Linked DNA regions of Gasterosteus aculeatus: region 2 is linked to region 1. Evidence: chromatin contacts called from public Hi-C data. All regions are on one chromosome and are shown on one strand. Each heading gives the region's core, a stretch centred on a gene start, on an enhancer-like site or on the middle of the called end of the contact. The rest is flanking DNA. Distances are from core to core; before and after follow the strand shown.

Region 1 (5,298 bases), core at 1,155-3,654:
AGACGGGACGGGAGGGGGACAGAGGATAAAGTTGGATCAGTGAGAAAGAAAAAAGATAAAGCAGTGGCAGTAGAGTGAGAGGCCAAGTAGGTCTTCACCATAACGATGGCTTCTGAGTCTGAGACTGGGATGGAGAATACATGTGCACACGCACACAGATACGGACCTGCAGTTGTCATTCCTCTCGTATAGAAACTGACAATGTAAAAATACCGCAGCAGTTCAGTCACACACATTCACGCATGCGGCTAAATCACTTGTTATCAGCCAGTGTAATCACAGACTTGACATCTTTTTCTGCATGTTAAAGCAGCTAAGCCCTTTGTGAACGCTAGCACTCACACACACACACACGTACCTATAGTACTCCTCCGTCGTCTGGAGCGGCAGTAATTGCTGACGAGCAGAGCGTTCACCAACGTAGGAGATTTTGATCGGTATAGAGCAGCGAGTGGGGGGGGGTCAAAGGACAAATGAGTAGCAGTGGAATACCTCTCCCATCAGAGAGCAGGCGGGAAGTAATGAGACATTTGTAGTAGGGAAGTAAAGACTTATATCCCACAACTAGAGGACCTGTAATATTTCCCAGATGCTTGTTCTCAGATTGGAATGAGGATTTATGTTGGAACCGTGAACGCTTAAGGTTCTATTCATCTCAGTCGAGAAAAAAGGGTCACGGGGTTCTATGTCCAATATGACGCTATTACGTTTCAGATTCTGAACATTGTTTTCACGTGTTTCATGGCAAATATAGACACAAAAAAGCAGGTTGTCATGTAACTTATTTGTAAAATATATATCTTGTTTTGAAAAAAAATAGTTTACGGTTACTGAAATGCATTCATTAATGAGACTGTTTCTGCTGGTTGTAGCAGTGCTGCAATTTTTATGGATATTGTTTTGTTGAATTTCTTTATTTGTTTGTTTTTCAATTTTAAGATTTCAAACAAAAGAAATCTAATACAAAGGGCAGTCAGTGACACGTGTTTCGGATTTGAAGCGGTCTTAGAATAGCTGTACCCAATCAGAGTCTGAAGGTCGAGGAAATTCCTCCAGAGTGGACAAGGCGGTATGAAGAGATCGTTGGACATAAAACTTTATTCTCTCTCTCTATTTGGCAAACTGTGAAGATATTTGAGTGAGAGAGATGGGGCAAATGACAATCTCTCTCCATCCCCCTTTCTCTCCTTTTCATTTCTTCTCTCATTTCCTGCACCCTTTCAAATCTTCCCCAAACGAAACCATTCCTCTTGTTTGCCCGACGTCTCTCTTCTTCCGCCTTTTTCCCGTCTCTTATCTATCTGTGTGACTGTCTGCGGTGTGAAAGCCGGCTGATGGGGAAGTGTTAATTCATTTAACCCGCCCCCGATGAGACGACAACGCACATTTAATGAGCAAACTAAGCTCGAGTTAACCAATTCATGCCACTGGAATCTTTTCTGTGCCACGTACATGTTTGTGTCTGTATTTTTTAGTGCACGCCTGTGTGCACATAACTGGCACAGGCGATATGATTCATGGATATGTGTTTGGATCACTGTCCTACCAAAAGTGCATTTGAGGTCTGATGCAGATGGGTTAGAGTTAATATTGGAAGACAGGAGGTGCTTTGTGATTTTCAAGTTGCTCAGGCATCAAGTAAATACTTAAGGGATAACGGTGTTTCGCTGTATTTAAGTATCCCCAAGTTCTCTGATTATGTCATGAGTAAAACACATTTTTAAAGCATGTCAGCTTTATTTTTTAAAGTAATGCAACATAACAAAGTTCAGTGTGCCTTTTTGAGGGCAAAGCCACACAAGCACTCTGGCGTTCTACTAAGGATCATCGTCGACCAAACTAGAGCGGTAGGGAAAGCACTCAGTTGTATCAATGACATTTATTCCTGGCACACGTGATGAATATGCTTACCGTACTTATTTCCATAGTTATGACGGGGTCTGTGATTTAGCTCTTATTTTCCTCTATTTGTCTGTTCCTCTGGTTCTCTCTAATTAAAAAGCCAAATCAGGAGTGTAACTGCGCAAACTGTCTGCCAGTGACCTTCTTCAGCCTAATCCTCATTTTGACACTCTCTGTTTCTGTCTGTCTTTGTCTTCTCTCGTTCTTTCTCTTGCTTGCTCTCTGTTTCTGCCCCCCCTCCAACCTCACTCAAAGTACAAAACCACACCAAAATGCTTTTCCCCTCAAACCCACAGATTTATTCAAATGCACAATTTGCATAATTCCATATTTACATAATTGATTTCCAAGGAAGCGTATCTTACTATGTGAGATGGTGTTAAGAGACCAAAAGGTTTCATCTTGTCACATTTCTGTCATTTCATCTGCACACCCACACTGCACGCACGCACACACAGCAGTGTTATGTAAGGAAACACAAACACACACACACACTGTGTTGGTAGACTGAGTTTCAAGTCTAAATCAAGCATGAACCATAGTTCATGCTTGATTTAGACATAGGTGCATCTGGTGACCTATGTGGAACAACCACAGAAAAGACGATTCAAGCAAACATAGATAATACAATGTATAAAGATCCATTTAACCAGAGAGATAAGAAGTTTCATCGTTGCTTCATCTTGGTAAATGATTTTGTCCTTTTACCATGTATGTTAGTTTTTGTAGTTTTCCTTCAGTTCTGGTGGCGTGCAATGAACATATAGCTTTATGTCATGAAAGTGGTTTTAAAAAACAAAACATTCCTCTGAAATTCCTATGAATTGTATTATGTGGAGAGACTTAGCCCGGTCCGTCTCTGCTGGTGTGCACCCATTTAGGCTGTATGATTGGTTGTATTTTAAGAGTAGGAAAAAACTGAACTTATAACTGTACTTCTGGATTTGTAAAACGGCCACAATGGAAGGTGGAGTTAATAGTTAGCCATTGACTTCCTAAACATTGTTAAAATATAGGTATATACTGGAAGGATTTCACAGTGCAAGAGTCCGTTGTTCACATTCTTGATTGAAACTAATGAAAAGCTAGAGCTTCAGTGCGAGCTTGAAACCGGGGCCATTTTCTTATTCCTTCATGGCCGACCTATCACTGCAGGAAGTGAGTGTGAGTATCGGCAGTCAGTTTTGTTAAGTTACAGAAATGGTCAGAGTTCTTTGACAACTCTGGCTCCTTTTGGAGGAGACTGGTATTTCTAAAGATGGTTATTGTTCACATAATTTAATGATTGTATTCATCCGGCTCCAATATCCATGTAAGTTTCACTAGTCATTTTATTGGTGGGGTAGAATCAGAGGCAAGTATTGTTGCTATAGTTACCTGCAGTTCAATACATCCTCTGCATATCCATATGTGACACCTGCAAGCCAGTTAGTCTGTGGTGTTATTTATGTTTACTGAAGGACCCCAATTAACTTGATTTAATAATGCCTTTAATGCTTTGTGTTTGAGCCTTATCTTGGTAAAAAATAATTGGAAATATATAAGCCTTTGTCTATTTGGAGGACTTTCCTGGTAATGTTTTGCTGGCTCAGTTGATCCAGACCTTTAATGTGCAGGCCAAGGCTGCTGACTGGTGGTCACTAGGGAGCTCAGAGCTGCAAAAAAACACGAATGAGTGGATGCACCTGAAATGCTGTTGTCCGTTACGGCCCATGGACTCCACCAAATTGCTTGTGTGTGTGTTTGTCTTTATCTGCACCACGGCAAGCCCCTTCACCTCCTTTCAAAAGTCTATCATCTATGGAAATGGGACCTCCACACTCCTGTGAGCACTCTGTGGGGTTCCACACACACACACACACACACACACACACACACATTCATTTTAGGGCCTGCCACCAAAGAGCACGGAGGTTAAACAGATGGCATTGGTTGTATTCGTTACGCAGATTACCCAGCGCGCGCACACACACACACACACACACACACACAGCCACACCACACCAACTCCAGCGACCAGCTTTGTGAGTTCACCTCATTTAACTGAATGGTGTTTTTATGAGGCATGGCTACATCGGAGCCCCCCCCAACACACTCTAATCTATCCCTTTCAATTCTGTTCCTAACACTGGACTGGGAGCCCTTGGTTTGAGTGGACAAGACAAAACACAAAACAGTGTCCCAGTGCTCTGCCTTATACATACTTGAAGTGAACATGATTGATTTGGTCATAGAATTGTTGGAACGTATAGTGTTCTGCCATACATTGGAGTTGGAAGACAATGTTTGGATCATACTTGGATCTTCTTCAGGTCATAATGAAAATTGAATTCCATTCACATATAAATAAATCATGGCACATACAGTACACCACTAGGCTGAGAAGCTTAATCATGGGCACTGGGGTTCATATGATATGAACGCAACTAACAGTTCACTAATCACATGTGGGGGGGTTATTGCTGGGCAACAACTCAATTCCAATAATGTATCATCTTTCAATGGAATCATATTGTGGAGAAATCTTATATAGAGATATCGTGATACGCGTTTGAACCGTCTAAATTGATAATTACAAGGACATTCTACTGATTTTTTTTAAAGAAAATCTGAATTCATAGTAATGCTGCATGTGAGATTTGTGAGATGCGAGAAACTACTTGATTATCTGATTAACAAACATGGATTCAATCAAGAATCAGATTTATAGGGCTATACATTACTAAGAAAACCAGATAGAAAGCTGCAAGTTCTTCTTTCTGACTGGCCTATTAAGACCTACATCTTTTAATGACATCATTGCCTTTTAAACACAAATCTGCTAATAAATATATATATATATATATATATATATATATATATATATAATATACAATGAGAGAGAGTTGGCCCTTGTATGGCTACATATAATACAACTACATATAATATATATATATATATATATATATATATATATATATATATATATATATATATTATATGTATTTTTTTTGTATTGTGTTTCTGAATTTTTATAAAAGCAATACCTTCTCTTTACTTGCCATACAAGCACCAACTCTCTCAAGTCTGTAACAGGTAATAAATATCTCAGGGATGTTTCACTAGTAGGTTTTCAATAGTGATGACTCATTTAAAGGCTTTGTTGGAAAACGGAAATATTGCCCAGTGTTTTGTATGTGGAAAAAAATTGACTTGTGCCTGTGCATACTGGCAGAAAAATGTAATAATAACAACAAGGACAATTCAATGTGTTTTCTAACCTCAGCAAAGCGGTCTGTTATCTGGTGGCTCTATGAATGATGGAGAAAGTTGGATGTATTATGACACTGTTGAGACCAAAACGACATACGCCAAACAACTGCCGAATCTCAGGTTTTCTAACTAACACGTATCCGT
Region 2 (5,298 bases), core at 869-3,368, 200 kb after region 1:
TTTCCGACTGAGAGCTGTCCAGCATTTTAATGGCGGCCCCTGTCATAGTGGGATTGAATGAAAAGGGAAATAAAAACAATGGAAACAGAAGGCATCGGAATGTGAAATTCACTGTCGCCGCAGTTGCCATGGTCACCTGCGGGAGGATATAAGCAGGAGAGTTAATAACTCATCGCAGGGAGGGAGGGAGGGAGGGAAGTTGAGGAGTCGTGTAGGATATGAGCTTGTTCAATTAATCAGCCTATCCCACTTTACCCCCCCCTCCCCCTCTCTCTCTCTCTCTCTCTCTCTCTCTGTGTCTCTCCTTCCCTTCCTCCCTCTCTTCTCTGCACTATTGCCCTTTCTCTGTCTCATTCGTTTCTTTCTGGCTAATTAACAGTCAAGTGTGTCTCCATTGGAGTGTGTGTTCCCCCCCGCGGGCCACACCGCCACTCGTACCCCCGCTCAACCATTTCTCCAGAGGATTTTCGTTTGGCCGGCCAGCGCCCAGGGCCAAGTGCGAGGTTTATAGTTCCATTTCGTGCCCTGATGCAGACACACACACACATAAACACGCGCACGGAAAACTCCGCCCTGTCATATCACCGTAGATTTCCTCTAATACAACATTCGCTGTGTCGTTTTGTTATTTTTATGACTGAGGTTTCGAAACAGTTCATTAAGAACTGTTGGTATTTCTTGCTGGTTGGGTGCATGTTTGGCCAAGCGTCCATCATCTGAATTGGCCGTCTCATTGATAAGCAAAAACTGTATAGAAAACCGGCGTGTATGCTTTTTTTTTCATCTTTCCACCGCTGTGTTTCCCCTTTTCAGGATTGTGTGCCGTCTGAATGATGCAACAGGTTACAGGGTGCAGGACGCTCAGGTAGAAGTGTGCGTTAGGGACTGCATTCACCCCGACTACAAAGCCGTGTCCTCCAAGGCCTTCACTTTTGTGGTAAGTGCTGCCACGTTACAGCGAGGACAGATGTTTTCAATATTTGAAGTTTCTGTTAAAGCTCTGAAGTTCTTATTCATCCACCTGTCCTCTGCCTGTGTCCCCCTGTAGTCCCCATACTTTACCCGAGTCCTTCCTTCCACTGGGCCGCTGTCTGGAGGAACAAGGATCACAATTGAAGGCAGTCATCTCAATGCAGGCAGTGCTGTGTCTGTGAAAATAGGACTTCACCCCTGTCGCTTTGAGAGGTGAGCGAAAACAAATTGCTTTTAACGCAATGCATTTTGTTAGCTTGCGTTTGATTCGCAGCGCGTTTGGAATATATAGTAAGAAGTATTGCACCATACAGTCTTAGTGTTTTATAGAGCTATTTATTAGGACTGAATATTATTTGACAATATACAATATAAGCACCAATGCCAGCCTTTAAAGAGGAATGAAATCGGGTACATTCGATACCTTTTGTGGTTCTTCATTTGATATCCTTCATGTGAGGTGAAGCGTTGAGTTTCCTAAAGGTTTCAATACTCCCTATTTTGGTGTTTTGAGTACCAAACCAAGCCCTAGTATGTTTGTTTGTTTTGTGGCTTATAGATCATTTTAGGTCACAAAAATAGCCTTTTTTCTGTTAGCTGCTTTTGATTTGCCGCAGGTCTGAAAAATACTAGCGGCAAGAAGATGACCCATGGTACTGTAATTCACTGCAATTGTGAGAATGACAGTGTAGCCTTCTCTGGGAAGATGATATCATTGTTCAGTTGTGGTGTGAATGACTTAAGTGCATGGCCCACAGTTTGATATATTGGTACATGAAGCCCAGATATGACCACAATTTTGAAAGAATAATACGGGGTAGCTTTTAATCAGAAATCCAAATTTTTCCAGCTTTGAATGACATTTTATTTATTATTCATTCTTTGTTTTTATTACCGTCTGCTGCTGTTATCTTGCATTGCCAATCTCTCTGCAAGAGATTAAACCTATATTTCAAGAGGAGACAAAGATCCAATGTGATATGACTCTAATTCCTTGAGCTGAGGACTCTATTGTTTCTTTGAGTTCCTGGCAAAGTGACAGAGAATTGAGCTCCGGACTAAATCCACTCATGTATGGTTGCTGGCAGATGGCAGAGAAACGAAACTAACTGAAAAGATTGTCAGTTACTAAACAATCACCTAACTGTACTGTAGCGAAAGGAAAAAGCTTGACTGATGAAAGTGAATATTGGTAACAGGAAGAACACGTTTACGTTTTTCCGTTGTAGCTGAGGCACTAGTCCAGTTTCTCTTGTTTCTCCCTTTCTTGTCTCTATTTTTAGAACACATTTCTTTATAACACCGGTGTTTTAATTATAGTCGTTCTCTACTCCCAGGCAACAAGTGACAGGTTAAACTAATGAGCTCGGACCTATCAAGTTCTTTATATATCATCAAAAGAAAGTAAAGGCCAATTTAAAGCTCTGAAGCACATCCCAAGTAAGGTGAACATAATAGTCTTGGCCTTTCATTCACTGAGCAGCAATAACCTTTATGGCCAAAGTAATGAACTGTTTGAGTCCATCTTTTTTAATGTGTCTTCGTATTCAACAGGGCCTCCACTTCAATCAAAACCTATTTACCCCGAGTCACTCATCCTCTTATCTCCGCCTGCAACCCCATTCCTTTCCTTCTCTTTTCTTTCTTTCCGTGTCCCCTCTTGGCTTTCTTTTGTGTGGCCGCAACCTTGTCAGAAATACGTACGCGGCACCACAAGCGCTCTCAGCAGCGACCGTGTTGTGAGAATGGTTGCCATGGAGACGTGGCACTAGTGGAATGTCAATTTTTTTCCATATTTTCCTTCTTTCTGCACTCCGTCTTCAGTCCTGTTTCCTTTCGAGGACGCTGTCGAGAATCGCCTCTTGGAGAGAGCGGCGATGTGTGGCCAAAAAACGCCCGGTTCCCCCGGTCTTTGCTTTTCTCCACTCTGTACCCAATCCCAGCCCACGCCAAGCTGCGGCGATAAAAGTCATATTTTCCATCATCTTCTTTCTTTCTGTTGATTTCGCTTTCACAGCAGATGACGGGGGAGGATTTGTGTACGGATCAGCTTGTTCTACCCATGATCAAAATGTCACACGTCCTGACGGGGGTAGGGGACGGTGGAATGAGCCACTGCAGCGGGGCGCAGAGTTTAGCAGCAGGTCACAGCTGCCCGTCTTCCAGGAAGGGAGTTACATCAGACAGAGAGAGACGACCAGCCTGATCTGCCACTTCAGATCTTCAGATCAGCCAGAGGAAGCACAGGAGGGAAGGACAGACAGAGACATAAAGGAGGAGGGGGCGAGAGAGAGAAAGAGGGAGCGCTTTGAAGTACAGTACTCTGTGATTCGGGCTGATGAAACCACGGCTGGACACGCTGAAAGATGTCGGCCTTGAGGTTGGGCGACCGTCCCCTCTGTCTGTCTGTCTGTCTGTGTGTGTGTGTGTGTGTGTGTGTGTGTGTGTGCGCCTTTTTGTCGCGTCTGATAAATAATTCAGGAGTTATTTTAGGGATGATTAAGAATTTCTTTTTTTCTGCGCTCACCTAAATTTGTATTCTGTGCATCTGTCAGAGAGTCAGCTCCCAAATACTTAAACCATCAGCAACATTTCAATGTAATGTCTCTAACTATCTCTCCTGCCCTCCCAACTTCATCTCCTGCTCTTCTAGGCGGGGCAACAAGGAGATTGTGTGTGTGACTCCGGCGGGACAAACCCCAGGTACCACCCCGGTCATGGTGGATATCAACTCTGCTGAGCTGAGGAACCCGGAGGTCAAGTTCAACTACTCTGACGATCCCACCATCCTCAAGATCGAGCCCGACTGGAGCATCGCCAGGTAAGGACACAACACGGGCTTTTCCTGTTGTGTGAAGGTGCAAGCTACGTGTTGCAAATAAGCTTCCAGTGATGGCAAAACCAAGACTGCCTTATTGATTCATTCTCACTTTTCATGCATTGCGTATGTCAACCAAACAGTGATTTCGAGGTGAATAGCTCCGATATCAGCTCAGATATGGCCGATATCAGCCAGTTTGCAAACCTTTGCAAACTGGCTGATATCGGCATAAATTGGTCTATTTTTCAAGCTCTCCTGCGCCAAACCGCTAATTCCACCAGAATTCATTTGTAAAATGTCCTACAAACATTTAGATGTCTGGACTTCAAATCAATACAGTGTTTGATCTCCAATCATGCTTGATGAACCTCTTTAGAACAGATACAAATGCATTAATCCATTATTGAACTTGTTGGTGGATGTTCGAACCATTAACGCCTGGTAGAAATATGATCCCTGAATGTATTATTACACAAGCATACTGAGTCCAAAAAAAAGAACTACATTCTACTCCACTTTCATACTTTACTTATTTTTGAAAGTAAATCGTCGAGAGCAGGAGGAGCAGTGAAAGCGGTTCCTGAAGCAGTGCACTGCTACAGTTGAGTTGCAGCAGAGATGTATCTGTAAATATTACTTGACTTATTGAAATGAGACTACACACCCGCGGGAAGATTTCTTGTGCAAACACAAGCTGTGTTGTGGAGAAAAGAGAAGAAGCTTGGAGCTACCAAGTGCTAATGGGCTCACTTGCGTGACCTAGAAACTCTTCTACTCCTCAGCTCAGAAAGGAAGCACAAACACACACTGTTCATGTCTCATTTACTTCAAAAGTATCATTTCAGGAACATGTTGAAAGTTTTCTAGGCTTTTTTTACTCTTGCTTTTTCTTATAATCCAAAAAACAAGCTACTATTCAAATATTGGGAGAATCCAACAGAACAGCCGACATCACTTGCCCAAGTTGCATGTCTGAAGCCTAGTTTATGCTTCTGCGTTTTCAGAGAGACGCAAGGACACGCAGGGGACCCTTGCGTGTCCCTTGCGTGCCTTTTCACACCTGCTTGCGTGCGTTGACCCATTTTTCTAGGCTTGCGTCAAAAACCAACGACTTCCACAAAGACGTGACTCTCTAGGTCGTCTTCGACATATAACGTTACTCCACCTGTTCTGGAGGTGAATTGCTCTGCAACACACGCAAGACTCATGGAAAAGCCTATCAAGAAGGCGAGTCATATATTTCTTGTTTTGTAATTAAAGCAATTTTGGGTATTCAGTACGTTTTTTTTTTTTTTTTTTTTACGGTTTGGTATGGTTTTAATTTAGGAGCTTCCCCTCTTAGGATGGCCCAGATAAGTCTCTAGTCATGCAAAAGAAGTGTGAGCAGACGAGGAGTCTCGTTTGTAATGGCGTGCGTGAAGCCTTTGGGGGTAAGCAGGGGGAATGGCGAATGAAACTGTTGGCTCCCACCTTCGGGGGGAAAATAAGCTCGGTACTCTGCTCGT

What was found. A called contact is a pair of places that touch in the nucleus more often than the background predicts.
Region 2: a Hi-C map of skeletal muscle shows a contact between it and region 1, with 4 times the contacts expected there. The contact joins two enhancer-like sites. A contact is called at or near these places in 2 of 6 Hi-C or Micro-C datasets (both in skeletal muscle).

The regions. Positions count from the first base shown.
Region 1 is chr17:14,315,222-14,320,519 of fGasAcu3.hap1.1, forward strand. All of the region lies in intron 4 of chchd6b (coiled-coil-helix-coiled-coil-helix domain containing 6b), which reads left to right. Among protein-coding and RNA genes, the nearest start is that of chchd6b, 11 kb to the left of the region's middle. Within about 2 kb of position 2,405, at least 1 of the 9 cell types and tissues checked has open chromatin away from gene starts, as enhancers often do.
Region 2 is chr17:14,518,488-14,523,785 of fGasAcu3.hap1.1, forward strand. It overlaps plxna1b (plexin A1b), which reads left to right. Exons shown (of 32, transcript XM_040203502.2): 14 at 814-937; 15 at 1,049-1,185; 16 at 3,626-3,793. Among protein-coding and RNA genes, the nearest start is that of LOC144388972, 42 kb to the right of the region's middle. Within about 2 kb of position 2,119, at least 3 of the 9 cell types and tissues checked have open chromatin away from gene starts, as enhancers often do.